Linked DNA regions of Rattus norvegicus: regions 1 and 3 are each linked to region 2. The links are chromatin contacts, called in public Hi-C maps. All regions are on one chromosome and are shown on one strand. Each heading gives the region's core, a stretch centred on a gene start, on an enhancer-like site or on the middle of the called end of the contact. The rest is flanking DNA. Distances are from core to core; before and after follow the strand shown.

Region 1 (2,700 bases), core at 101-2,600, 470 kb after region 2:
AGGCAAAAGTCCACGCAGGATTCTAGCAGTTACAGAGAGACATGATGGAGAAGCCAGAGCATAAACATGGTTTCAAAAAAATTCAAAAGAAAGAAAGGTGCTTCTATGCGCAGAGCAGCAAGGAAATCCCCTGAGGGTCTGGCCTTGCAGCTGGTAGCCCAGGCCACTCCCAAGCTGCTCCCCCACAGGGCAGCAGTGTTAGCAATCGGTTCGAGCATCGAATATGAGAGTCCACAGGAAGAGTGAGTTTTCGTGTGTGTGTATATATTTTTTTACATCCAGATTAAATTAACTCATGGAATTTTCCACCCTTGGGAATTAAAGTAGCAGTTCATGAAGTAATATGGTTATGTCATTCATACCAAAACAGAAAATACTGGTATAGCTTGGCACCGTTTAAAAGCCAAACTGAGGCCTTGGCCATTTTATATTTCTTCAAATTCCCTGGCTGTTGTGTTAGTTTAACTTTTATTGTGGCTGTAAATTTTTCAAATCAAGTATTTTAGCCGATTAAAAAACATGTGTTTCAAACAAACGAAACAAAACCAAAAAAAAACAAAAAACAAAAAACAAAACAAAACCCAGGTTCACAGCAAGAAGAGGGTTTAGGAAAACTTCAGCTTTGGGGCTAAAAACTGAAAGACGGGAAGCTACATTTTCTGTCAGATCTAATTGGTTGACATTCACAGTTGTGCTTAATTATGGCTTCCACTCCGTCCATAAATCATCTGAGAGCCATAAAGCTGAGTGCAGCCAAAAGATCTGTCCGATATTAGTAAGGGGAAGCGCTGTCGTACCATAGCCATATGCCCTTGAAAGCGGCTAATTGGACATATTGTGAAAAGCCACAGAACTGAGTTTGCACATTTTCATTTCACATACGCCTCTTCCCCAGCTTCTGCACAAGTGCCCCTCTGCAGTAGAGCTGCGTGTGTGTGTGTGTGTGTGTGTGTGTGTGTGTGTGTGTGTGTGTGAAAGTTATTGGAGAGTGGTAGTCTCTGGGTAACATTTCTGTAAGCTGCCCAATTTTCCCCCTGTAGACTAGATGGGAAACAGCTGCTTTTTGTTTTAAAAGCTGTTTTGAGAACTGTCTGAATCTTGAGATATAGAACTGAGGTCACTGCGAAAGCAGGTGCTCATGGACAAGTAAGAAAGCTGCCAGGGGCTGGCTGGCTCAGGAATCGGCTGCAGGGGACTTCCTCTTAGAGGAAAAAGTGGCGAAGTTTGCTCCCGTGTTTAGGACACCAGCGGGTTGGAGTAAGTAATCGCATTAGCAATACCGTTAGAAACAGAGTGTCCTTGAACACAGCTAGCCCTTAAGAGAGTAGTTAGCTCAGTGTGAAGGAATCCAAAATGGTCATTTCCTCTCCAGGGCTACAGATCCAAGGGTCTGAGGTTCTACGACTCCTCCGAGGTTTTCAGTGCTTGAGTTTCCTCTTTAAACATAGCAGTCGTGAAATAACCATTTTACATAAGTCACAGCCCAACTGCCTGGGTCTGGGGCAGGTTTTTTGTTTGTTTGTTTTTTGTTTCAGGGGTTTTTTGGTTTTGTTTTTCTCTTTTCTTTAAGGCTATCAAAGGAGAAAGGGAGGAATGAAGCCTGCTTGGCAAAATCCTCATTGAAGCAATTTTGACAAAAAAGCAAAAGAGAAACATGAGGAAGCACTAGAGATCAGAGCAGGGCAGGGCAGGTACCCCTTCTGAGGACGAAGGGGAATAAGCCTCCTCTTCCTCTGGGGGCAGGCAGTTATTAACAGCTGTTTATCCAGTCGGAATTGAGATTAACATTGTAAACTCTTTTAAAAAAAAAAATGGAAGAAAATCTGTTTGGGAAGTTGGCTCCATGTAACAGTTCTGCCTTGCCAAAAAAAACTTCCTTTCTCAGAACACATGTACTCAAGTTGAGCAATGTTGTGATTCTCTGAGATTACCAAAAAGTTTGTCCCCATTAACTAGGGCAGAAAGGGGCAGAGAGAAGCGAAGGCCTTTGCTGGATACGGTCCACCATAGACTTCACAGCATCCAACTAGCTATTGCGTCCGTCCCTGCTTCTCCATAGCCACTGTAAATGGCCCCTACCCTTCACCATCCTCCACTAAACCTTTGCCATGGTCAGACATGCACGGATAGACCTTCCACACACCTGCTCTTTGCAGCGACGCTCCGTGAAATATTGAACAAGGCACTTAGTGCATTGTGAGTCTTTTCGCCCCACCCCACCCCCCAAGAAAGAATTAAAAAAAAATGGATATTGGCATTTTTCCTTGATTTAATGCTACTCCTAATGTCATTTTCTTTTATTAAATCCTTTCTTTGGCTTTTGATCTTATTTATAGCAGCCACTGGTCATATGGAAGCCATTACTGTATGGCGGGAGATGAAAGCCTCCGTTGCAGTTAAATAAGAGGGAATCATTTGAGCCAATAATGCTCGCGTACAGCGAGGTGCCATGTGTGTCCGCAGTGCCCTGCGTATGTGCTTTGTAGCAGAGTTGTTGAGCTTTAGAATGGTCTGCTCGAAAAATCTGCTTTCTGTCAGAGGTATGTAGTCTGACAATATGAAAACACATGTTAACACAGAGCCTTGAGCTGTTTGCTTCATGTACAGAGAGGCAGAAAGACACAGAATTACACACACACACACACACACAGAGAGAGAGAGAGAGAGAGAGAGAGAGAGAGAGAGAGAGGAGGAAGAAGA
Region 2 (2,700 bases), core at 83-2,582:
ATGGAAAGGGCAGTTTCCAGAACACTCCACTTGCAATCGCGCAGGAGGACAACGGGAGGGATCTGGCATGAGGGAGGTAGTGTCTATCAATCTCCACATTGATCCCTTGGATAGACTCTTTTGTTCTATTTAAGGAAAAGAATTATTTGTCGGTTCCCCCATCCCCGGCCCCCTTCGCCCAGGATTGAAAGCACGAGGAAAGGTGCAGAAACTTAAAACCTGTAACTGACTTAACTGTATCTACCTACATCAGTGAGCAGGATTGTAGCACCAAGCATGCACAAGGGCTGCATAATCCCTACACCTCGGACTTCCTGCCAGTTTCTCTGAAGTGAGGAGTCCTAAGATGAGAGTCAGAGAAGACTGAAGCCTGTTCTGATACCTCACCCCCCACCACACACACACACACAGCCCTCAGCGCAAGGCTTTAAAGGTGGAGTTCTAATCCTAAATTTCAATCTCCTGATAGCCCTCAAACATGCTTCACGGGGCTGGCCCGCAGCCCCATGCTTCGAGGCAAGTGGACTATAATTGTTTTAAGTTTTAATTTATGGATCATTCGTTGAGATTCTGGGAGGAAAATGAAAAAACCTTGGTCACAGAGATCAAGTCTTTCTCACTAGGTTAAAAATCCGTTCTGTGTCAGGTTTCTCTTTCCCCAACTACCGTTCCTTGTAAGATTATAAAAGACGTCCTTTAGGTCCCAAGTCTAAACTTTGAACCATCACAACCTAAGAGATGAATCACGGCGGAGCCGGTGGAATTACTAATAAATAAGATGATGGGGTGTGTGTTGGGGGGTGCGGGGAAGCGCGGGGATTGGGGGGGGTGTCTCTTCCCGGGTGGATTTTCCCCTGCTGGATTGGCTGGGCCCACAGGGATCGCGGCCTCGAGAGTCCCCGTGTCGCACGGTGACTAGATCTGCGCGGAAGAGGCCGGGCGAGGTCGGAGACAGCACCCAAGGCCGGGAACCAGGGGGTTGGGCGATGGGGGACCGCGGGCGCCAGGTGGAGCGGGGAGCTCCAAATGGGTCCACTACAGTGGCTCGCGGGGGGCTCAGGGCCCGTGGGGGCACAGTCACCGTGGCCGAGGCGATCGAGCGGGAGGGATGCTCGGAAGAGCGCGGATAGTCAGGCTTCTGCAGAGAAGACACAGCCAAGCGCAGGGCCGCCCGAACACAGGAGCTGGCGGGGGACACGGGATGGGTGAATCCCCGCACCAGCCCTCCGTCTGGCCCACACTTTTTTTTTTCGGGGTTTGAACATCGGAGACTTAACGGTCCTAACAAACCCGAGACGCATACATCAGTGCGGCAAAATTTCGTGGAGACTCTGGGGGCGGGGGACGCAGCAGGGCTTGGGGACAGCGTGATGATCACCCGTGCCCCCACCCACCGCGCCTTCTGACCTACGGGAAACGAAAGCTCAGCTCGGAATCCGAGCGGCCAACCCGTCTCCCAACCCGGGGCTGCCCTTCTGCACTCGCGCCTTTTTTTAGGGAGTCTGTCCTGGGTGCGACAAGGCTGACAATGCAGCCCCAAGGTGTCTGGGGCCCCTGGCCAGAGACCAGAACCACTGCAAAGAAAGTATCCTGGCGGGGCGTCTGGAATCTTTCAATCACGGGATCAGGAAGGAGGGGACATTTTCTGAACACATAATTTAGAGCCTTAAAATGTTGGTAATGAACTGGGTTCCTCGCCTCTTCCCAAGATGCAGGATTTTTTAACTTCCTGATTTGGGAGGGGTTGCTGGTAGCCAGTAAGAACAATTTCTTGTTATCGAGTCTGACAAAGTGTTTCCATTAAATACTATAGGGTAAAAAAGATCTGTTACCGAGCTGCCTGTGTAATGTTCGACAGAAGCAACTCCGTCACCTAAAACTTGGCCTAGTTTTTCACTCGGGGAGGTGGCCCCCTCAGCACCCTGTCACAGCGGGGGTCTCCAGAAACCATCCCGGATTAAAAAGCTGCTCTCCAAAGCAGCTGTCCCCCCTTCTTACTAAGTCTTGAATTTTAGCTCAAGGTGGAAATGGAGACTGCAAGACCAGGATTGAAAAGCGGGGGTTTCTTAGGAAAGTTGGGGGTGAGAAATCTAAGGTGAATTCGGGAAACAAAGAAAACCCGTAGACCTTTAAATGAAGAACTACGGAAAACCCAAAGGAGGGCAACAAAGATGCGCACTTCCGGGACCAGCCCCGCCCCCACTCACGTTATAAAGTTTTAGTTATGTAATCTCATTTACTTCTCCCCCCCCCCCAACCCTAGAGGTAGGATGATATTTTTAACTTGGGTGTTTACAGATGAAAAACGTGTGTCTCACAGTTAAATTGCCCGAGGGCCTATAACGAGTAGCCTAGCATTGGGGCTGATTAAGGGACACTTCCTGGAACCTCCCTGTTGTTGTCTTTGCTGTTGCTGTTGTCATTGCTGTTGCTGTTATTGCAGTGGGAAGCTGGGAAATCAATTCTCTTGGGAAGGGAGTAGTATTTAAGCTTAGAGAAATATATATATATATATAGATATATATACATATATATATATATATCATCTATTTAGTGGTCGGGCATAAGTGTGACAATTTGAGAAAACTGAATAGCTCCTAATCACTTTGTGGGATTATGTCGAAACTGATAGAGTGGCCAGTTAGAACAGGACAGACACACACACACCAATATTCTCCAAGAAACCAAATTGAAAACAGA
Region 3 (2,700 bases), core at 57-2,556, 380 kb after region 2:
GCAGGTTCAGTTCCTCAGGAAATGGCCATGGCTGGTGACCCCCCCCCCCCCCCCCCCCGCTCTCCAGCCAATTGAGTGTTTGCTCCTGGGGTAGCTTCCCCCCCCTCTTGGAGTCATTGCCACCTTGTGGATTACAGAGGATATTGGTTTTCTCCAAACTTCACCGCAGTTTGGCTTTCCATGGAGCTTGCTTCCTCCATGGCAGTGGGGGGCTTGCATTGCTCCCCCAAATGATCCCCGTTTGTTCAGCAACACCAAACTTCTCCACCACTCGCAGTTCATTTATGACTCTGACGAGAGAGTGGGGTTTTTTTTTTTTTTTTTTTGGTTTTTTTTTTTTTTTTTTTTTTTTTCAGGAAACACACATTTCACTTTCTGACCCAGGAGCATCTGCTAGGATTTTTTTTTTTTAATACTACTTTGGCATTCCGAAAGTGTTAATGTCTTTCATATCTGTTTAATGCTATTTAGAGATATTTATGATCACCTCTTGGTTACTCGGGGTAAAGTATGTCGCAATTTAAAAAAAAAAAAAACAGACAGGAAAGCATTCACATGAGGAAACAGATTGCTTTAAACATGTGCTTCCTGTGACAGTAAAAAGAACAAATTAGATTTAACACTGTGTAATGAATGCAGAAATGTGTACATTTAAGCTTTTAAAAGCTTTATGTTCAGTTTTGGTCACAACAGAAAGTGAGTCACCTGAAGACACACACACACACACACACACACACAGACACACACACACACACACACACACACACACACACACACACACACACACCCGTGTCACCTTAGGCTCCTGAACTCCCAAAAGAGAGCCTTAGTGCTGCAAAGGGCTCAAGAGAAGAACCGAGGCACTGCTGTTTTATGAAGCTGCACATTTAGTGCAGAGAAACCCGTATGCACTGGGAAGGGAAGAATCTGCTACTGTCTTGCTCCCACTCCCTTCACAAGTAGCGAAGAAACAAACAAACAAAAAAACAAAAAAACAAACAAAAAGCCCTTTCCTCTCTGAACCCAAATATCCCCCCACCCCACCCTGCGTGCTTTTCCCGGAAGAAAAAGAAAGCCTGATGTTCACTGGCTAGCCTTTATTGCAGTTAAATTATGGAAGAAAAAGGTTCCTTATATAACTCACTTTCACCATGCTCGCTGGCCCTGCAGGGACGGACTAGAATCTGAATTCCTATTTCTACCTGGCCGCGCATGTTGAGCAGAGGGCACGAATCCTGTCCCCAGCAGAAGAGAGACTCGTGGCCCTTTCTGCCCGTGCACCGCAAATGGTGCCTCTCTGTTCCCTGTGTTTTCACAGCTAAGGGTCTGTGGCATGCACTCCATTTCTCTGGCCAAGGAGGGCTAGGACAGAGTCCCTCCGGGGAGGGCATGTAGTTTGGGGACATCTGACTCCCTTACAGTACATACTGAGGTACTAATATCAAAACAGACGGCTTGTCGTCGCGCGGCGGGGTGGTGCTTTTTTTGGCTGCCGTGGTCGAAATGAAATGGGCAGGCTGCAGTCCGCTTGGCATCCGCATGGGCTAAGGGAAGCTGGGAAATGGGAGTCAGACTGTGAATGCAAGTAACAGCCAATGGTTAACTTCCTTTTTGTGTGTCACTTGGCAGAGATGAGACCGATGGCGATTTTTTTTTTTTTTTTAAGCGTGGGTGAGAGTTCAGTGCCCTGGGAAGAGCGGTAGAAGCTGTTATTGTGTTTTCCCCGTACTGTTAACTTGTGTTGATTTCTTGAGGCCAGTACAGATGTTTGAGCAGCCAGTTTCAGGAGGCCAGCCCATGGCTGTCAGAGGCACTCTTTAGATGCAGAGGTGATCAGAGGAGAGTTGGTCCACATAAAGTCAGTCTTACTGCTCATCAGTAGACAGTCCCAGGGAAGTTCAATCCTCCAGAAGGCAGGCGCGTACCAAAACAGAATACCGTGCACTTCAGTGGACGCACCCACGCACACAGACACCCAAAGGCGTTTTTAAATTATCACCAGTCCACATCCCTCCTTCCACATAAAAGATTCAAATCCAGGGAATGCAGAGTTAAAAGTGTCAGATTGATTCAGCTAAAATGACCTCCTGCCATTGCTCTTCCGTTAGCCACACTATGACTTGGAAGATTCGGGGGAAAGTGTCCTAGAGAATCCCTAACCTTTTCAAATTTTTCCTGGTATATCTCTGTTTGCAGAGAGCTGCTCCCCAAAGACTAAAAGAGCGAGTTGCCATCTTGAGGCGGGAATTGCATGTTTAGTGAACACCAAATGTTACTCAGTGTTACTCTGGAATTCTCAATATAGATGGTTGCTTTCAAATACTGTTTATTCCTCTCAAAACTTCCAAACATTTACACACGATATCAGGAAAGATGACCAACTCCTACAACCCCAGGAGCAGGGAACGAGGCTTAGAGATAGAATACCATTTGTCTGATAATTAGAGAGCATCTCTTAAGAGTTCGAGAGAATTCTGATTAACCTTTCTGTTCCCACATTCTCACATGAAATTAGCACACCTTTTAAATTATTATCTAGTATTTAAACACTATTTTTTTTTTTTAGCGTTCTTAATGCAACAGGTTCTAGAGACACCAAAAGTGTGGTGTAGGCTTCAAAAAATCCTCCATTTTTCTTACATTTTAAATGTTCTGTTTGTGCAAAATTTCGAGAATCACCATAAGGGCTTCTTTGCATTT

The links. Hi-C and Micro-C count contacts between places; a contact is called where the count stands out from the background.
Region 1: a Hi-C map of mammary epithelial cells shows a contact between it and region 2, with 2.2 times the contacts expected there. The contact joins two enhancer-like sites. A contact is called at or near these places in 5 of 12 Hi-C or Micro-C datasets (the A7r5 cell line, the Rat2 cell line, Schwann cells and 2 more).
Region 3: a contact with region 2 is called in a Hi-C map of frontal cortex, with 5 times the contacts expected there. The contact joins two enhancer-like sites. A contact is called at or near these places in 3 of 12 Hi-C or Micro-C datasets (Schwann cells, frontal cortex and psoas muscle) and 1 of 1 datasets of contacts at active chromatin or transcription factors (oligodendrocytes).

The regions. Positions count from the first base shown.
Region 1 is chr18:65,539,936-65,542,635 of GRCr8, forward strand. The region is part of intron 14 of Tcf4 (transcription factor 4); the gene reads left to right. Among named protein-coding and RNA genes, the nearest start is that of Ccdc68, 280 kb to the right of the region's middle. Within about 2 kb of position 1,351, at least 27 of the 93 cell types and tissues checked have an H3K27ac peak or open chromatin away from gene starts, as enhancers often do.
Region 2 is chr18:65,068,384-65,071,083 of GRCr8, forward strand. No RefSeq gene overlaps it. Among named protein-coding and RNA genes, the nearest start is that of Tcf4, 150 kb to the right of the region's middle. Within about 2 kb of position 1,333, at least 38 of the 93 cell types and tissues checked have an H3K27ac peak or open chromatin away from gene starts, as enhancers often do.
Region 3 is chr18:65,449,440-65,452,139 of GRCr8, forward strand. The region is part of intron 7 of Tcf4 (transcription factor 4); the gene reads left to right. Among named protein-coding and RNA genes, the nearest start is that of Tcf4, 230 kb to the left of the region's middle. Within about 2 kb of position 1,307, at least 52 of the 93 cell types and tissues checked have an H3K27ac peak or open chromatin away from gene starts, as enhancers often do.